Linked DNA regions of Rattus norvegicus: region 2 is linked to region 1. A link is a contact called in public Hi-C data. All regions are on one chromosome and are shown on one strand. Each heading gives the region's core, a stretch centred on a gene start, on an enhancer-like site or on the middle of the called end of the contact. The rest is flanking DNA. Distances are from core to core; before and after follow the strand shown. Region 1 has its middle 130 kb from the start of Prickle2. Region 2 has its middle 190 kb from the start of Prickle2.

Region 1 (7,344 bases), core at 3,515-6,014:
TATCTCTTGGTGATTTATAGACATGCCTAACCTTGTGACAGCGTGCCATGATACTGTTTTGGGATAAAGTCATAGATGTCTAAGATGCATGTGGACCATGGTTCACAGGTTGGAATCAGGTATACTTAAAGAGATGCTCAAAATACTTTCAGGAACATATAATTCCCCACGAGGAAATTTTATGTCATCAAGATCAGGGCTTTGGATGCAGTTTCTAGTCCAGTGCTACAAAGTTGAGCTGGCCAGGGTTTCTCATGATGACTGTATTCTAATGAAACCCAGCCATGATTGAATCAGAAGCTGCTGTAGAAGTTAATAGACAGGGTTGGGGATTTAGCTCAGTGGTAGAGCGCTTGCCTAGCAAGCGCAAGGCCCTGGGTTTGGTCCCCAGCTCCGAAAAAAAGAAAAAGAAAAAAGAAGTTAATAGACAGGAGGGCCTGGGAATAGTGTTTGCCTTTGGGGAGACTTGGGCAAGGAGAGCTTGAGAAAGGAATTCCAAAAGAAGCTGAAGCACTCTCATTTCCAAAATGTTTGAAAAATACATTGTGTATATACTACCTGAGTTCAACCAGCTGAGGGAAGTTTTTATATTCAGCCCTTCCCTGGGTTACCAGACAGCCAGGTTACTTCTCCATCATCTCTGTGTGTGATAGAAAATGAGGAAGATCTTCGGTACGCAGCAGCCTCCTGCCAACATGGTGGTACCCTGTTGCTTCCAGAACTCCCTTATAAAAATAATGCGCAACTATTGTTGAGTTGGACTTATCTTCTGTCATTTTTATTTGGGTTTATTTCTCAAACAAGGGACCTGGCAATCAGTCAAAACCATCATGCTGGCAGTTAGAGATTTGCACTGGAAAGCTGGGCCTGCCCTTCCGGGTGTTGGTGTTGTTTTAAATTCAGATTGCCATCGATGGGAGCGTGCTTGTGAAAGTTAGGAAGATGACCTGTGGTACAGCAACCTAGCATAATAAATGTCAGCTCCTGGATCGCATTAAGCTTTTGTGAAGTTGATTTGAGGGAAGACAGTGGGGTCTGACTGGGAGAACCATCCTTGATGTGGCTGTGGTGAGAGCTCTCCTTCAGCTCTTCTCATGGAAGCCCGTGACTCATGGTCAGATGGAGAGATGGGAATTGTTTAGTTTTAGTTTCTGCTCTCAGTGAAGACAATTAGCTGAAAACAAATTCTTTCTCCAGAAGCCATTCCCAAGAGTATGACATGGGGCAGCTTGACTTGTGGGAGCCACTCTGAAGCCCACTTCAGCCTCTACCCCCACACTTGGCTGCTCACAGCCTCCGTGCTGGCACCATATATTTGGAATTTCTTTAAGTTGGCCTTAAGAAAAATGTTCTTCCTCTTAAGTCATTAACATTTAAATAACAGCCACCTCTGCACCTTTACAGTGTAATTGGGCTCATTAATTTTTTTCAGTGTGTATCTGCCCTTGGTGGTTTGAGAAATTCCTCTATGGAAGACTTCCTGCCCTCACATACCCTGTTGGTCAATGCTTGGAAAATAGAAGTTTTTACTAAAATGTTACTTAACATAAACTCCTTTCCCTTTATTCTCCATAAAGTGCCTTAGACTAAGGACAGCGTGTGGCATACCTCTTGGATCTAGTTGGTAAAAGTGACTTACACGAGACTAAGATGTACGTGTGCCTAATCTTTTGACATTGTGGCACGACCGTCTGCAAAGCCCGTGCGTGAGAACCGCACAGTTAAGTTGCAAAATAAAATCATAAAAATTCATAATGTTAATTTTACAGTTTTGTGTTGGGCCATATGGTTAGCTATCCCGGAAGCACATGTCGCCCTCACGCTGTAGTTGGACATGGCTGCAAGTCTCCAGGACCACCTGTGCAGGTTGGATGCAAACGCACTGCTACTTCACACAAAGAACGTCCATATCCTCAGAAGATGCACTCCACGTGGTCTTTGAAACAGCAGCCTGTGAATGTCAACCATAGCCTGTGGTGGTCATCTTTTAATCTCTATAGTAGCCTTGTGGAATAAGTATCACCAACACAGAACTCCCAGACGTGGAAGCTAACCGAATATGAAGGTTTTAGCATAGATCCTGACATTGGCTAAAAGCTGCTGTTAGAGGCTGTGATAGGTACCAAATTTCTTGGACTTGAGTCCATGTCAACAAAGAGGCCTCGCCCGGCTTTCCTGTAATGTGAAGAAGTTTTTCTAACAGCTGAATGCTTCCTTTCTGCTCTTTGGCTTAGCCTGACCAAGTAACAGTAAGAAACGATGCTATTCGTTCCATGAATGTTAACTGTTCTCCTTTCAGAAGTTCCCTATATCCATATTCAGATGTACCCTTTGATTTTAGGCTATTCACGACCACAGTCCTGATAGGCACATTTTATCTACATATTTTGTTCCTAGCCCTCTCGTTTATCCTTGAGAATCTGAGTCCCACAGCAGGGATATAAAGGTTCTATTTAAAACTACATAACAATAGGCGGGGGGAAGAACCCAAGACATCTTTCAGGGCAATGCAGAAATGTATTATATCTCACATTTTCTCACACGTGGAACTAATTGTGACATCCTGGAGCTGTTCCTGCACACAGATCCCAGGGCTATGCTGTGAGATTATTGGAATCCCACCTCTGCTGATGCCCAGTTGGAGAGCCTGCAATATCAGCCCAGAGCTATGCAAGAATAATAAAACTGAGCCATGTTTTTTGAAAGCTGACCCGTATGTTTAATACATTTCAGTACAAGAATGAAGTCAGGCTTGATTAGAAGCCATATAATAACTTCACTTAGACTGTGCTCTTCATTTTAGAGAGTATGCTGGTTTTGGTTTTTGAGGGTTTTGTTTGTTTGTTTGTTTTGTTTTGAGCAGTGTTCTCTCTCTCTGGAAGCTGGATTTCTTCTGCCTCTGTTTACCCATTCTGTCTTAACATAATTTGAGGATACTTTTTAATCTTGCATTCACTCTCTCAGGTCTTAGGCTATGATTTCATGAACATGACCTCTCTAGACTAAAAGCAACATTAATCATAATATTATGGATAACAGGGCATTGACCTTCCCATACTCTTGGAAAACCCCTTTAAATTGAAATTTCATTTTGATTGTTAGTTCTCAATAAATGGATCCCATTGAAGCTCATATTTTTTTAACTTATGGAATGCCAATGTTTATGACTGGGGATCCATTGTTAAGTACCGTTAGTTCACTTTTCCTTTGTTAACACCATTAGAGAGGTGTGCCCCTTGGATATGTTTATCACTGTGGTGTGCACTTTATTTGCATGTTTTAGAAAAATGTTTTGCCTATTACTATTATCTGAGCGTTTTGTTGTTGTTGTTGTTGTTGTTGTTGTTGTTGTTGTTGTTGTTTTACAGTCACTATTTTGTGGAGGATGAAGGCCCAGAGGTGAAAGGGCTTGTCTAACAGAGCTTTGATATAACAGAGCCAAGTGAAGCTTGAGTCCCTGTCTCTGCCTCACGAGGCCTGGCCATTCCTCAAAGGAAGCTCATAGAAAATTAAGCTTCCTACCTTCATTTAAAATCCCTTTTGACAGAATACTAACCAACAGGTCAACACAGGCTAGTATGGACATCTTCTAATAGCTAACTGATATAGACATGAATTCTAGTCTATACACCCCCCCCCAAGGTAAATGGGAATCCCATTTTATAGATGAGAAAGCAGGCTCATAATGTTGTGCCTTGCACGAGTTTTAAAATTATTAATATGTGGGTTGGGGATTTAGCTCAGTGGTAGAGCGCTTGCCTAGCAAGCACAAGGCCCTGAGTTCGGTCCCCAGCTCCGAGAAAAAGAAAAAAAAAAGTTATTAATATGTTAACCAGGCATGGTGCCACACATGGGAGGCAGAGGCAGGCAGATCTCTGAGCTCAAAGCCAGCCTCATCTACAGAGAAAGAGAGAGTTACAGGACAGCCAGGGCTACACGGAGAAACCCTGTCTTGCAACCCTCGTCCCCAAATAAAAGAAAGTTATACAGTTGTAGAGTTAAGGTTTATATAATCAGTTTAGGCTACTTCCAGAAGTTGGGACAGACACGTTGGCAGCTCCAAGTTTCTTGCAACTGTAGGCTATCTGTGCTAATTCATCAATGTGGGAATGTCCATAAAGCAATTGTAATAATTGCCAGTGAAAACTACAGAAAATTAGTTAGAAGAAGTAATAAGCTATGTGGCAGGGGAAGAGGGCTCATCGCAAGAACTTAACTCTACAGAGCTGTCCTCTTATCTCCACACAGCGCTGTGCTAATTGTGTGTGCCCCCATCCTGCATATACAACAAGCCAGAATCATGGATTTTCTCCCTGCCTGTAAGGCCTTATCCAGACTTTACCTCCAGAGGTAGAGGGCATGCACCATTCGTCTCTTCAGACCACTTGAGCTTTCTTTCTTTGATTTCCCAGGGTTGCCACCTGGTATTGCCTAACAATTTGCTATGCCCATGAGCCTTAGGGAGGCTTCCACAGTTGCCTTCTCTTTGTCCTGAGAGCCTTTCCCTGGCCTTAAGGCTGAGTCATCAAGGGTGTGAGCAGTTCTGTTCTCAACAACATCCTCTGATCTGGGATGCTCCCCAAACATTTCTTCCTTTGGTTACAAACACCGTGGGGGTCTTTTCCTATTTGGAGGGCAGAGGGCAGAGTTGAATAGGTCAGCTTCCTCTATTGGCAAAAGTCCTAAGCTTCCTGGACCTGAAAATCCAAACACCCAAACTTTCTGCAGTAATGAAAATCCACAGCAGAGGGCAGTCTCCCACGCACGGCAAGGTGTCCTTGGCCCTGAGCTTATTTAATTGAAAAACCTACAGAAAAGTAATTAGCCTGGCTTCATAAGAGAGGCAAATCCCTTGCCGCCCCTCAGCCCATCTTTTGTTTAAAGAAAGCCATTTGTTCTTGAAGTGAAGCTTCCCCCCTCCTTCCCTTCTTGTCCCCTGCCACAACTGTTAGGTCTAATTTCTCTAGCTCAAAGATAGAAAGGGGTTAATTTTAGAGAAGCAACCCCTATTTGCTTTGTTCTATATGCAGAATAGGAAGGACTTTGGAGCATGGTACCGGCAGTTCCTCCATTTCTGGTCTGTCAGATTTTCTTGGTCCCCTCTTGAGAAGGCAAGCCTGGATGAAGGATATGAATCCCAAATGTGTGTTTTGCTCTCTCCTGCCAGGCTCTCTCCCAAGGCTCTTCCACACACTCTTTAAATGAACGCAGATCCGCCATTAGCAGATCTGCTTACTACTGTCACGCACACATGGGGAGATGGAGACCCTGATAGGTTTGCTGTTGTGGTTCTCTGGGCTTTACCTCTCACATGCTTTAAAACAGGGAGAATCAGATAAATTGCTCTTGAAACCCCTATCTTCTCTCCATTGGAGACAGAAGCTTGGAGGACAGATTTCCCAGGAAAATGGGTGTGTCTGGGGGGGTGGAGGTGCTGTCGCTGTTGACAAAGAGCTTTGTTACTGCCCCTTCCCACCCAGCTGAGCCTGTGCCTCCTCAGAAGGTTGAAGCTGGGTCAGCTTATCCATCAGTGCTGTGCTGAGTCTGGTCCAATTTTAGCAGTAACCTGCTTCTCCCTAGGAATGTTGCAGTAGGAGCTACAGCTCTGGTTTTGCAAGCCTGGTCAGCTCACATGGGCTTCTGCTCATCCCTGGAATACAGAAAACAAACTCAGGAGTGGTCTACCTTGGGTTTTTTTGAGAGTGTCTCTTTGGAACCCGGGGCTTACCGGGGCATAATTAGGCAGGCTGACCTGGCAGTGAGCCCCAAGGATCTGCCTGTCCCTGGGATCACAAGTTTGTGTCACACACTCAGCTTTTGTATTTATTTTATGGGTTTGGGGGATCAATCTCCTGTCTTCGTGTTTGCACAGCAATCTCAGTGGGCCTCTTTACCAAATGGAAGTCTTATTCTCTGAGGCATCAATCAGCCAACAGATTTATTCTGAGTCTTCCCACCTAGTGTTTCACATTGGATCGTAGGTCTCTAACCCAGCACCAGGTCCCGGGAGCTACTTGATGGAAGTTGGACAGATGCTGGAGTGAAAAGCCACAGTCTAAATGCCTCTAAAGTAAATACAGAAGCACCTTGGTCACTCTCCTGGTTAGCCTCTGAAGTCACCTGAGGGGGAAGCTGCAGTAGGAATCGCCTACATCAGGTTGGCCTACAGACTGTCTGTAGAGATTGTCTTGATCATTGATTGGTGTAGAAGGACCAGACTATGGTGGGCAGAACCATCCCCTAGACAGGTGGCTCGGGCTGCATAGGAAAGAGAGCTAAGTACAAAGCAGCCAATCAGCAAGGGACCATCTGTCCCTCCACGGTGTCCGTCTCAAGCCGCTGCTGCTTGAGGTTCTGTGCTGGCTTCTCTTTTTTTTTTTTTGTTCTTTTTTTCGGAGCTGGGGACCGAACCCAGGGCCTTGCGCTTGCGCTTCCTAGGCAAGTGCTCTACCACTGAGCTAAATCCCCAACCCCTGTGCTGGCTTCTCTTAATGATAGGCTAGGACCTGAAAGTATGAGTCAGGTGCGTCTTCCCTTGCCCTAAGTTGCCTTTTGTGTGTGTGTGTGTGTGTGTGTGTGTGTGTGTGTGTGTGTGTGTGTCACAGCAGCAGAAAGAAAAGCAGAACAGTACACCTTGCAGCTAGTTCACAGAGGTTATAAATGGCAGTAGGTGCAGAGTTAATGGGTTTTCTGGGTTTACAAATCATGTGACCAGAAGGCATCAGAGAGAGAGAGAGAGAGAGAGAGAGAGAGAGAGAGAGAGAGAGAGAGAGAAAGAGAAAACACGCGAGCGCGAGCTGATGGTAGGAGTGAGAATTTTTTTTTCCTGCTGGTTGCTATATTAAGCTATACCATATGAAATCGCTGTTTGCTAGGGAAGATCTGGGCCGGGAAGCATAAATTTGGGAAGCACAGGCATATTGATGGTATTTAAATCTGTGAATGAGATCACTTAAGGAGAAAATGGAGGTAGGGCCAGGACTGGGGGCCTGCTGCTACAGCCTGAGGCTCTGCAGCCTTCAGAGGATTCACAGAAGAAAAACCCCCAAAGAAATTATAAATGAGGGAAAACATGGCTGAGAAAAGCATCCACCCTAGTCTTGAGCTCGAGTGTACATAGGTGTGCGTGTGCTTGCACAAGCTATAAGTCCTGTTCTCTGATCACTTTCCCAGGTACCCTAGACCCTACCAGATAACCTCACTTGGGGAGGAAGCAGATGCAGATGAAGAAGTACCAGGGGCTGCTGAGCTGATGACTCATTGTCTGTTAATGGTTTCTCCCCTTGGTTTTCTTCTATTCCTCCCAGCACACACCTGCTCTTAGTGAAATCGTCTGCCTGCTGT
Region 2 (7,344 bases), core at 1,383-3,882, 63 kb before region 1:
TCAAATAGCTGAGTCCTGGGCACTCTTCTTCATAGGCCTCTCTTAATTCTTTTGTTCTTTTTGCAGGATCACAAGATCAAGGGCTTCTCTCAATATCTATAATCACAGACCTCCCTTGGCATTTTCCCAGAACGTATGGTTTGAATTGGGACTTGACAATGTGGCTGCCATCCACATGGACCACTCCAGTATTTTTTTACTCTCTTCTGTCAGATATTTGGTCAGGAGTATACCAATGACACACTGCCGAGTCATTATTCCCTTCCCACTGCTTGGCCTTCTAAAGGGCAGCCTGTTCAAACTCTTATATTCCACCACTCTTGGCTACTTCTCCTGGCAACTTTGCAGGGCTCAACCTCAGAACCCACTTTTCTGCCCTGCCTACTCTTTGAACTCTGCCAGGATTCTGTGCACTTGACACTGTAGATGTACCTTGCTTCCTGACTGATATAAGTGGATCTGGTTTCTCTTTGTAGCAAATGACAGAAACCCAAATTGAGGTCACCTTAACATCTATGTAATGGCAAAGTCAAGACAGGGTAGAATCTAAAGATTCAGGCAATGTTGGCCGGGCTCTGTGTTGTTTACCTCTGTTTTGTTTTGTTGTTTGTTTGTCTTGTTGTTTGTTTTGTTGTTTGTTTGTTTTGTTGTTTGTCTTTACTTTTGGTTTTATTTGCATACTTTCCAAAGCAGGTAGCAAAAGAGCTAACTAGCTTAACTGCGGCTGTCACCCTTCCTCAATGCTTGCTCTCTACCTATGACTTTGCAGTTTCTTTCACCAGAGGTAGAGTACATTTGTCATCTTACCCATGTCGTAGGGAGCCTGATGATCTAGTTAAGCTGAAGGAATATAGTTCTAAATCACAAGATACTAGTTCTTAGCCCAGGTCTTAAGAGAAATCTCCTGTTTTCTTTTTGTTGCTTCCTTGTATATTTGCAAGTGCCATGAGCATTCACCACACCTAGCCTGCTAGCTCACTGCAAAGCCAAGACTGTGAGATGAGAGCTACCCTGCATAACTACAAGTATACCTTACCTCCAGGAGCAGAGGTGCTCTGGACACCTGGAGACGTGTGAATGTGATAACAAATACTGTCCCACGACACTGAATTATGAGAAGATATGTTGTGTATCCTTATTAGGTCACGGTTGATAAATACACACACCATCTGCTAACAATTATAGTCACAAGAGACTTTCGGTTGAGCAGACATGAACCTGCTGCCAGTGCCCAGATAGTAAAGAAAGAAACGGGCCCTGTACAAAGTCATAGGGCTGAATGTGAAGAAGAAATTATGGTGTTGGTAATGAAAGAAAGATAAAGGATGCTGAGCAGAGAACATGACTTACTCTCCTTCACCATCCCAGAATGCACTGTATAATTTTAAGCCCCATAGTAAGTCAAGTATATAGCAAGCCAGGACTCAGATGTTTCTCATCTCCGTGTAGCTGGAGAGGAAGAGCTAGGAGCTAACCACCACAGACAGGGCCATGTAGTGACTCCAGTACAGACTTACAGCAATCAAAATCAGGAAGAACTGTACCTTGACTGCTCTCCCTTGCAAGGTGGATTTGGCCAGCTATCAGGCTCCACTTGGCAACACAGTAACTTTCCTCCAAGTACAGTTCCACCCAAAGGAGAAAAGTAATGTTTAGCTGCTTAGTCCATGGCTGGTTCTCAATTAGTCCAATCTTTTCTTTGCCAGCCCTAAGGTTTGAGTGGACACGGAGGGTACCTAGTCTCCAGAACACTGACATCCCTCCATGTTTGTCCTTTACAGAGAACAGCCCCACTTCATGGGGTCATTAAGTCCCCTTCTGAATATAGTGCTAAACTACGTGATCCAAAGCTGCCATAGCCTTGTTTGCTTTCTTCCTCTTTGCTATCCCCACCTTTGTCCTTGCTTTATTTAGTAGTTGGTGTCTTTAAGGAGCGGCACCCAGTTCTAAGATAATGATGGGCATCATCTTTATTTGTGGGTGAGGTGGGTGGGTGGGGTACACTTGGAGACTGGAGGCTGGGGGTTGACTTCTGGTGTCCTCCTCCATCAATATCTTACTTTTTGAGACAGGGTCCCTCACTGAATCTGGTGCTCACCAATTCAGCTAGCCTGGCTGGCCAGCAAGCCCCAGCATCCTCTTTCTCCATCTCCCTAGTGAGGGAATTATAAGTGCATGCTGTCGTATCTGGCTTTTTACGTGGGTGTTGGGGATACGAACTCAAGTGCTCATGCTTCTGCAGGAAGCAGTTTACTGACTGGGACATCTCAGCCTTCTTCTCGGGTTTTTGGTGGACCCTATGTTGCGAGAAAGTTACTTTATGCCTCATTCTGACTGAATCTATCTCAATGTTGTAAGGCATCTTGCGTTTCCTCTAGGGCATTTGCCACATAGAACCATTTACAGTTAGAAAGAGGCTTTGCTTTCTTTATTCTCTGGACTCACCCAATCCTTTTGCCATACTCTCCCCTCCCCCACGCTCTCTTTAAATGCCAAATCTCCCGGTGGAGATGGGAGAAAATGTTGGGAGAAAGCCCGGTGGGGAAAATAAACAGTGGCCAGTGTGTTCACTCTGATTACAGCCTTAAGTGCCAGACAATAGCTCCTGTGAGCCCAAGCAAGCAGAGTTCAATGCAGCTTTCTTCCCTCCTCAATGCAACTCTGATTCAGCCATGGCTACCCTGGAGAAATGGCGATCTAACTGGGACAGCGCAACCTGGGAATCATGTGCTGCTGTTCTCTAGGGTTGTCTCCTCTCACGGTCTGGAAAGCAACTGAGACCAAGCTTGAAGTGTTTCATGGACATGAACCACTTCCACAGCAGCAGAGTCCCCTTACCGTTTGTTAGCAATCGTTCTAGAAACCGAATGATCTCTAGTGCTGCTGTCTCTCAGGCCCAAATCTACCTGTGTTTTGGGAGGTGGTGCTTTAAAAATCATTTCTTCTCTCGGGCTGGTGCCATGTTAGATTTCACCACTAGGCGGCATCAGAGGGCGAGTGCAAAGCTCTGAGCTGGGGGAGGGGAGGGAGGCTTTGGCCTTCTAAATCTTATCAACTTCATCCTGCCAGGAGCATTTGTTTTGTTTCTAGCGTTCTCAACACTACTTGTACTAGCCTCTTACTCATTTGTCTGCCCCACAATTTACAAGATTTCTCCTACTTAATTAAAAGATGCTCTTCTGGTGTTTAAAAAAACACAGTTCCACTTCTCTGTATCCGTCTTTTACTCAAAACATAGAAGAGAAGCACGAACAGCTGCTTCGCGGGGAGAAAGGTCCCTCATGCTTAAAGATCCAATTTCCTCCTGGGTGGTGGATAAAGCTAAGGAGATAAAAACTGACCTTTCACCTCCAGGAACAGAAACGTAAGATTAATCCGAAGCTTTGAAACTAATGAGTTGGTTCATCTCATCAGAGCAGCCCATGAATAACATGCCATGTGTGGAACCAGCAACCTGGCAACTTTTGTTCATCATATGGGGCTTGGGAGGGAGGAGAGCTGAGAAAGGAATTCATTTTTAAAAATAATCCTCAGAGGATGCTATCTGCTAGGTCTCCATGAAGCTGGTATTAGAGGGGGGAGAGATGGGGGGTTTGGGGGGGTGGAGAATCCTGAGCCTTTAATGAGCTTGGCTTCTCCCTGTAGGATAACAGAAGGATTCAGACGGGCAGGAAGACTGTGAGGTGGTTAAGGCCATGATCTTGGAGTTGGACTCCTTGGTATCTGTGGATTCCTCCATGTGAAATCATGGGTGTGTTTCTTAACTTGTGCCTTGGGAGGTTTGGGTTAGATAGCGCACGGAAAGTACTATATATTCTAGCCAAGAATCTGGTTAGTTTTGCATTTTTACTAGTGATTGAAGGAGGCAGGAGCAATTTGAGGGTGATTTATCCAGGGAGTAGGAAGTCTAAGGTTTCTTCTCCGACGAGAGGAAATGTCTAACAACAGAAGACCAAAGTAAATCACAGAAAACTGGTTTCGGAATCACCCAAGTCTCTTAGGACGCCAGGATGGCTGAGCGACCACAGGGAGGGCTGTCTAAAGAGATGCTCTGAACACCTTCTCTGCAGGCTTACGAGCAAGCAGAAACTCTCTATTCCAGGAAATGATAAGTTATTGGTAAGGATCCTTCCCCTGCCAAAGTTCTGCCTCTCCTTCCTGCTAAAAAGGGTTTCTAGGATTATCGACTCTCTTGGGGTCTGGGTTGCTTCATTTGCGAGTTAAGCTGATGGAGCTATTGATCCCCCTCGTAGGATCATGTTCCCTTTGTCTATTGCTTCCTCCAACAAACGAGTGCTCATGAGGTGGTAGGCACTGTGCTAGGAACTGGGACACTAATGGGAACGGAGAGATATATAGTCATTGATTCAGCAAAAGTGCAAGCATTTAGTGAAGGGGACAGAAAAATAAACAGATAATTGTTTGCAAGCTTGCCCAATAGACAGCCATTGGCTGTCCTGGGAGCACAGAGAAGGGGCATCTAACCTGATGGAGGTGACATAGGAAAGGAGTCAGAGGACGCTTTGCTATTGGACATTGCTCAACTAATTACAGAGTAGAAGCAGAAGAGGCTGTGAACAAATACCTAGATATAAGAAAAAACAGAGAACATGGGACAGTATAGGAAAGATAGCTTCATGGGGCTGCAAAGTGGGGGGCAAGAGAGACTGAGATAGAACTGAAGGGGCAGCAGAGGCATCAGGATGTGAACCAGAATTCAGCACATCACCAACATCAGACTTCCTACTCCCTGAATAAATCACCCTCCGACTGCTCCTGCCTCCTTCAATCACTAGTAAACATGCAAAACTAACCAGATTCTTGGCTTGAAAACACTGGGTGGCACGTGCAGTTTTCCAGTCAGAAGGACCTCTCTGGAGAGAGGTCACTGTGGAAGATGAACTAGAAGGAGGCCAACCAAGCCAGGCCACCAACTCAGACTACTGCGCTCAGGAAGCCATCTAAACCAGAAGGAAAGATGCCCGGAGCAAAGCTACGTACAGACCTGCAGGGACCATCCAGTGACCGGGCACTCCTGGAAGCCCAGAGCAGCAGGATTCGTTTTGTATGTACAGGGTCAGTATAATTATGGTCACTGTGTAAAAGTTGGATTTGGGAGCCCATTATGAAACAAACAGACAAACAAAAACAAAAAACAAAAAAAAACCCCTGCCTCCTATCTGAGCTAGATTTGACCTAAAACCTATTTCCCTCAAGACTAGCTTTCATGCTTGCAGAAGGTGTCATAAACCTTTCATATAGGCTGTGGGAAGCAGCCAGTAGTCAGACCCAGCTAGAATACCTATGAGCTAAAACAATGACTAGTGCCAGCACGGCATGCCATCCTCAGGATGCAATGATGACACACATACCTTTGTGATAACCAACAGTTCTCCGATTGAATGTAAGGCCTACTGAACAGGGAGCAAGTCATACCTGGTACTGGAAACCCAGTCAAATCCCCAGGGTGCGTAAGTCATGGATCCTGATGAAACTACTATTACCACTTTTCTTGAACCAGCATAATTCCTAACTCCTTCTAAATAGTTATGCTCACAGATAAGTAAAGGTCTTAATACACATCAAGTAAACACCTCCTTGAACTAGGCATAGGCCAATCCAAATACAGAAAGAAATGACCATGTGGTGCCTAGGCCTAACTGATACATCTACAACATAATTCTTGCACCTAAGACTCAGGGCTTGCAGTGGAAGAGGTGGGGGGGCAAAAGAATGTAAATGCCTGAGGAACAGTAAGTTTGCTGTGAGATGTTTATCTTCTAGAAATGTCAGAGAAGTTACACCCTTGAATTCTCACCAACATGGCTGCCTGAACAAGCTGCAAACAAGGATGACGCCATGCTAACATGGAAGGGAAGTCTCATGGGACCCCAACCCTCCACAAAGATCTATAGGCAGCCAAGGGGTGTGAGTGTAGGAAAAATAGTCTTCCCTGGGAAACATCACACCAACTGGTTATAAGATACCAAGTGGTCAGTGCCGAAATCATACATAAAAGTACCTCTATTCAGACTGAGCAGGGGTGTGTGTGTGTGTGTGTGTGTGTGTGTGTGTGTGTGCGCGCGCGCGCGCGCGTGCACGCCATAAAGAAATAGATGACATGAATAATTTGAGAGAGAACAAGGGGGATGGACAGAGGACAAGGACTGAAGTTGGAAAGCAAAGGGAGAAAATGATGTTCTTGGCCTTCTTACTACTTTACCTGGGCAGTGACAATAAAAAGCACACATGTGGCCTACAACAATATTAAGGATGTTTATCCCTAAAACATGCTTTTAAGATGGTAATGAGGCCACTGACTTGAGAAACAATTTTGAAGATGTTTCTGGAATAAAAAAAAAAAGGACTGAATTCTGTTGATATTGGAAGAATGGGGGAGAGAAAACACAATATTAAATTTCATGCAGGCAAAGTACAAAGGGGATACTCTCAAATGTGCTGAACTGTTTTTGCAGACAGCTGTAAATTCACCCACATAATCTTTTGTTACCAGCATATTTTGGACCTTTGGAGAGATGCCCTGGAATACCCCACCTCAGGGAAATATAGAGGAGTGTCTCAGTGCAAGTGTGGGGTCTGCTTCCAATGCTGTTTATGGCAGAGCTGAAAACTGTCTTCAAAATTAACAATAGATGTGCATAAATCTTCCTCAGTTACCTAGCAACTGATCTAAGACAAGGCTGAGGTTCACTGGGCTGGGTGGAGGTAAACCTGTTTCAGGAATGCCATGGGGTGGTCTAATAATACTTGGAGACTGCAAAAAGGGAAAGAAAGAAAATCAACTCGATAATTAGATGTTCAGGGTTTTTGTTGTTTTGTCTTTAGCAAAAGTAAATACAATAATGAAAATGTTTTGGTTATCTCAGGTGAAGGTTTTTACAAAAACTGACTAGTGTGTGTGTGTGTGTGTGTGTGTGTGTGTGTGTGTGTGTGTGTGTGTGTGTGTTAACAGGAGAGACAGGGTGCCATTATGCAGCCCTGACTGGCTGGGAATTCACTAGATAGACCATGCTGGGCTTGAACTCACAGAGATCCAGCTGCTTCTGTCTCCCAAGGGTTTGGCTTAAAGGCATGCACTACCCATCTGGCCTCCACTAAGTGGCTTCTGAGTTACTTTCCCAAGCTAAAATTTGGGGGCATATATTGGTTGTATGCCCTTATATGTAAAATTAGAAACCACAATAAGAGGATTGTAGTTTTATCCTCATTTCTAGGATTTATGGGACCCCAGGGTGTTTATATTGGTTTTGTTGAGTATGACACCAAAGACGTATGTCCAAAGTTAAAGTTAATCCTGTAAAAGCAACAGTGTTGACATCATGA

Evidence for each region. A called contact is a pair of places that touch in the nucleus more often than the background predicts.
Region 2: a Hi-C map of frontal cortex shows a contact between it and region 1, with 2.4 times the contacts expected there. The contact joins two enhancer-like sites. A contact is called at or near these places in 3 of 12 Hi-C or Micro-C datasets (Schwann cells, frontal cortex and mammary epithelial cells).

What each region holds. Positions count from the first base shown.
Region 1 is chr4:126,729,386-126,736,729 of GRCr8, reverse strand. It overlaps a transcript of Prickle2 not described here. Among named protein-coding and RNA genes, the nearest start is that of Prickle2, 130 kb to the right of the region's middle. Within about 2 kb of position 4,764, at least 22 of the 93 cell types and tissues checked have an H3K27ac peak or open chromatin away from gene starts, as enhancers often do.
Region 2 is chr4:126,790,214-126,797,557 of GRCr8, reverse strand. No RefSeq gene overlaps it. Among named protein-coding and RNA genes, the nearest start is that of Prickle2, 190 kb to the right of the region's middle. Within about 2 kb of position 2,632, at least 39 of the 93 cell types and tissues checked have an H3K27ac peak or open chromatin away from gene starts, as enhancers often do.